2 separate regions of the Mus musculus genome follow, and region 1 is linked to region 2. Evidence: chromatin contacts called from public Hi-C data. All regions are on one chromosome and are shown on one strand. Each heading gives the region's core, a stretch centred on a gene start, on an enhancer-like site or on the middle of the called end of the contact. The rest is flanking DNA. Distances are from core to core; before and after follow the strand shown. Region 1 has its middle 30 kb from the start of Gm41181. Region 2 overlaps Zfp395 (zinc finger protein 395).

Evidence for each region. A called contact is a pair of places that touch in the nucleus more often than the background predicts.
Region 1: a Hi-C map of liver shows a contact between it and region 2, with 2.8 times the contacts expected there. The contact joins two enhancer-like sites. A contact is called at or near these places in 1 of 484 Hi-C or Micro-C datasets (liver) and 1 of 115 datasets of contacts at active chromatin or transcription factors (embryonic stem cells).

What each region holds. Positions count from the first base shown.
Region 1 is chr14:65,872,029-65,874,728 of GRCm38.p6, reverse strand. No RefSeq gene overlaps it. Among named protein-coding and RNA genes, the nearest start is that of Gm41181, 30 kb to the left of the region's middle. Within about 2 kb of position 1,273, at least 13 of the 459 cell types and tissues checked have an H3K27ac peak or open chromatin away from gene starts, as enhancers often do. A contact at or near this core is called in liver, where this site is marked.
Region 2 is chr14:65,374,309-65,377,109 of GRCm38.p6, reverse strand. The region is part of intron 1 of Zfp395 (zinc finger protein 395); the gene reads right to left. Among named protein-coding and RNA genes, the nearest start is that of Zfp395, 17 kb to the right of the region's middle. Within about 2 kb of position 1,304, at least 298 of the 459 cell types and tissues checked have an H3K27ac peak or open chromatin away from gene starts, as enhancers often do. A contact at or near this core is called in liver, where this site is marked.

The DNA of each region.
Region 1 (2,700 bases), core at 24-2,523, 500 kb before region 2:
CAACTTATGCTCATTCTAAGGGGTCACTCAGCAGTTCCATCTGCAGTATGGCTATGCTATTCCAGATGGAGAAAGTGGACCAGCTGCAGTCCTTCTGGCTGTCACTTTCCCTGCGACTTCATGATTCATCTCTCCCACAGGTGTGCTTTCGATTCCATCCCCAGGTCCTCGACCCCACTCCTGCTGCTCAAAGTCACATGTGATGTCATCTGCCAGTCTCTCCAAGCTGACCGTTAAGGACTTTGCCCCCATCCCTTCTCTGCAGTACAACTGGCCCCTAACATGAGGCTACATTGGTGGGCTCTAGCTTCCTGGCCCATGTGAAGGATACCTAGGTATTGAGAACCTGACCTTTCAAGTGCCTCTGTCAAGTATGAAAAGCAAGGCAAAGGATCTGAATTTGTGATTCTGATTTTCCAAAGGTCACCGGTGAATTCCCAGGACTCTAGAGAGGGTGAGTTGGCCATCGGTAACAGGTGAAATCATGCAATCCAAGGACCCACTTTATGTGCACAGTCCCTAAACCTTGCTTCCTTTCCTTCAAGGCTGCAGGACTGGTATACCAGGAAGATGCCAAAAGTACTTACCTTCACTTGAAACAAGATGTGTTTTAATAGCCATGTGGGCAAGGAGGAAATTATCGCCTAGATTCAGACAAAATCAGGAGGATTTGTAACTGGTGGCGTGTGCTAAATAATGCTGAATATTGGCTTGATCTCTGTAGGAGGAGATGTTCGGTAAAGCTGGTCCGAGACCAGCTGCGTTTGATGCTTTCCCAGTTTCCTAATGACAGTATAGTCAGGGCATTTACAGACACATAGGTAATATGCAAAAGGCATTTACAGACATGTAGATAATACAGGCAGAACACTTGCAGACATGTAGATGATATAGACAGGACACTTACAGACACATAAATAACGTAGGCAGAACATTTACAGACACATAGATAATATAGACAGAATGTTTACAGAATGTAAACAATATAGACAGGGAGTTTACAGACATATAGATGACGGTTATGAGTGTGATTATGGGGCTGGGGAGGTAGGTCGGCTGATAAAGTGCTTGTTGTAAAAGCATGATGACTGGAGTGCGATCTCCAGGATCCAAGGTTCATGCTGTAACCCTAAGGCTGGACTAGCAGAGCCCAGGCACATTAGTTCATGCTGTAACCTCAAGGTCAGGCTAGCAGAGGCCAGGTACAGTGGTTCATGCTGTAACCTCAGGGTCAGACTAGCAAAGCCCATGTATAGCGGCTCATGCTGTAACCCAGGGTCAGGTTAGCAAAGCCCAGGTACAGTGGTTCATGCTGTAACCCCAGTGCCAAAGTAGCAGAGCCCAGGCACAGAGGTTCATGCTGTAACCCCAAGACTAGGCTAGCAGAGTCCAGGTACAGTGTTTCATGCTGTAACCCCAGGGCTGGCTAGCAGAACCCAGGTACAGTGGTTCATGCTGTAACCCCAGTGCCAGAATAGCAGAACCCAGGTACAGTGGCTTACATTAAAATCTCAATGCCAGTCCACATGAGTCGGCAAGCTCCAAGCCATTGAGACAGTGTGACCACCCCTTCCAAAAACAAAAAACCAAGATGGCTGACAGCTGAGGAGCAACACCTAAAGTTGACCTCTGTCCTCCACACATTGAACATACATACATGGGTCTGCACACATAATAGCACACGTGTATGCCCACACTCCACACAGTGATCTTAGAATGACTAATTAGAATTCAAATCAGCTCATTGATGGATTCCAACAAGGAAAATCCATCAAAGACAATATTGAGAGCCAGCAGTGGTTGACACAGGCCAATAATGTCAGCAACCGCAGAGGTTAATGCAAGAGGACCGAGTGTTCAAGACCACTCTAGGGTCCAGAGCTTCTGAGAAGACCTTCTCACAAACAACCAACAGATGAACAATGTTCAGAGAAGTTATGGAGAAAAATGACAATCGGTTTTGTCTGAAGGTCAAAGTAAGAAGAAACTAACTGTGAGTCATTTTGAGGAATGTCCATGGGGGAGTGGAAGATGGAGAAAAGCAAGGGAAAAGTTACAAAAAAAGTAAAGAGCTGTAGGAATGGAGGGAAAGTGTCCAAAGTAGGCTTAGGGGCAGGAGCAGGGAGGTGCTGTTCCGATCTTGGTCAGAGATGTCCATCATTGTGGTAACTCTTTAAATGACTGTATTTGTTCACATACTCTTTTGTATATTTGTTGCTAATTTTTTTTTAAAAGGGATACTTTTAAAGCCTTAAAGGGCAGGAAATCTCAAATCCCAGAGTAACCCAGTCAGGCAGAGCATTTGATTGACAACGTGAGCCACAAGAGTCAATCCTCTCTTGGCTCTCATGCCCCTCCATGCATCTCAGGTCCTGGCTGGCGACCCTGCAGAGCTTGAGGGGGTGTTCTCTCAGAGGACTCAGGCAAACAGGAGTAGTTGGGGGGCCCACAACCCCACATGATGTGAGGAGCCTGCTTTCCCCTGCTTTCGTATTGGATCATAACAAATGAAGGGTTTAGGAGCAGCCACAGGTGGCAGCTGACAGCTGTTTTCAAACCCTCCAAGCTGTTATTTGGCAGAGGAATCTGGCCTGGTCTCTGCAGTGCCAGATGCCAGGGTGGCCACTAGCTGAATCCACTGTGCGGCAGGCCCTGGATAAATAACATAACTTCCTAATAAGAGAATACCGGTATGAAGTC
Region 2 (2,801 bases), core at 55-2,554:
AAAAGGAGGGGGGGGAGCCAGCATTGAAATAGCATGCACCAAAGCTCTGGGTTCAACCCCTAGCTCTGAACACACACACACACACACACACACACACACACACACACACACACACACAGAGGAAAAGAACGGGCAAAAAGCAGGTAATACATGTATAGGTGCAATCCCTATAGTCCTGAGGAGGCTGAAGCAGGGGAGAACAGCCTAGACAACACAGTAAGAAGATCCTGTTTCAACCAGCAGAAAGTAAATACATACATAACAGAGAGGGAATGTTATGGTTAAACCTGACTGAAACTGGGCTCAAACTCCTCCCCGGAGGAGACAGGGAGATAAAGGAGTGCTGACTTGGCACTCTCCCCAGAGCCAGGCAGGTCTCAGGGGAGGGGACTAGGAGCAGAGTCTCCCCGGGGAGACAGGCCCCAGACAGCTGGCAGCTCTGTGGCTTTTCCCGGCAAGCTTCGGAGCCTGGTGCTGGAGCTCAAAGGGCAAACACTCAGGTGGTTCCCTGTCTACTCTCAATTTAACAGACAATTTGGGGGCTGCTGTTCTTTCCTACCCCAGTAACCCAATAAAACATGGAGGATGGCTCAGGGGAAAAGGTGCCTGTCACCAAGCCCAGGGACCTGAACCACATCCCTGGGTCTCACATGGTAGAAGACTAGAACCACCTCCTGCAGACTAGGCTGTGTTCTGGCCGAACTCCACACGCACATGCGAGGTACAGGCACAGGCACACAGTAAGTGAATGAAAGATCATTTTTAATTTGGAGGGACAGTTGTACCCCTTTTTGCCGTGGAGAAAGCAGGGTCCCTTAAGAAAGCCACTCATTTGCCCAAGATCACCTTAGGAACCCGGTGGGGGAACATTTACAGTCTTGGTGGCTCCTCCTGGGTTTGGTTCTCCCTTCTCCAGGAATTGAGGGGTAGGAAGGGTGACCCAGGAAAGAAGGGGCCTCTGGCGAAAGGAGAGCAGGTGACATTTTCCTCCTTGAAGAGAAGCAGAGCATAGGATATAATTCTTTTTTCTTTCTTCTTTTTCCAAAGAAGTGCTTAGAGCAAGTGCCCTTTAGAACGTGGTCACCATTTGAACGGATTAACCTCAGACCCTGGTGATGCCAAATGAACAGAATGGCTGCTGACGGTGAGCCCACTTGGAAGAGGAGGCTGCAGGGTTCAGACGTCACTCCCTGACATTACCACATTCCCTGACAAGGCCAAATAAACAAGCAGAGGGCTTGGCGGAAGAGGCAAAGTACCTGGCGACGCTCCTGGCTGAAATCAATAGGTCACCCGGCAGCCCTGCACCTTCCCTGTGGCGGAGAACCAGGCTCCGGGTGCCAGCAAATGTGCCGGCGATTCAGGCACCAGGCTGGAGTGTGAGACTTACAACTAACAATGACAAACAGTGTGCGCACATGCAAGGAATACTGTGCCTGCACAGACACTCAACAGGGAGGGTGGAGATCAAGGCACTAACTAAGTACCCCTCAGGAATCAGTGTCCACTCCAGAAGCCACCAGCAACCACCACCTTCAAGTCCGAAGCTCCGCACCTCACCTGTGAGGGTGAGACTGCATCTGCCTCACTGAGCCAATGCCTGCACACTGCGCCAAATCCAGAAGGACCATGTTCCTCTCATGGCCGTGAGGCCCGTGCTAAATAACATAGCAAGTGACTCTGAGCTCTGCACAGCCACTGTCCACCAACAGCCATCTAGGAACTGGCATTGCACCGGGGTACCCGACCAGAACCTGAAATACAACTACTTACTCTCAAGGGAATCCAGAAGCCTACCATGGGTGAGCCACTAATTAACTGGAATCCCAACCAAGCTGACTTCAGCAAGCTAGGGGAAAAGAAATCCAACCTCTTGCTCTTAGAGGCCTCCTGGCCAGCAAACCCCCTGGGGTCAGTCCTCAGTGCATACTCAATGCAAGCCTAGACATTTAGGGAGTCCAGAGAGAGGGAATGTCTGTCTCCCACATGACCAGGCGCCTGTCACCTCTCTTCAGCCACGGTCTGCTCCCCTGCTCACTCCCCTGTGCCTACATCTGTCTTGGGGCCCTGCCCAGGGTGTTCAAGGCTGACTGCCAAACTTCCCCGGGGTGTGGCCTGGCCAGCCTCGTGGAGCAGATCCGGCCCACACTGGCGCTAGGACGCACTTGAGCACTGACTCACCAGAAACCTGGGGCCAGCAGTACCACTGAGCAAAGCCCCAGACCCTAGCCATCTGCTGACACGGCTGTGTCAGGGCCTAGGTCCTGAAGACAATGCTAAGTGGAGGAAGAAGACAAGGATGGTTCCAACCCTGCCCAGAGTAGAGGCACAGGCGCGCGCACACACACACACCTATGACCTAAGAGCACAGGTGCTCATGGCTACTTCATTAGAACGGTTGGTTACAACATCAACAGACAAGCACGGAATAGGAAACTTGACACACAAACCACAGTCTTTCAGAGGCTATGTTCAGGACCAGTCCAATAGCTTTGCTGATTCAGCTACCCAAGCTCCAGTAACTCGATGTGCAGTTCGAAATTTGTACTTCATTTAATCCTCCTAGATAATTCACAAGATATGTGCCCTGGCCATCCCCATTTCCCAGATAAGCAAACTGAGCCCCAGTGAGTTTGAGCAATTTTCCAGAACCACAGACACAGAAATGACAGCTCTCAGCTGGGAGTTCAGATGATCTGATTCCAAGAGGCCTGAACTCTCAGGACAGCCAAGATGGTCACTCACAAATGAGCAGAGGCCAGGCTGCCTAGGCGGGATGACTCCTGAGGTTTCTTGTTAAA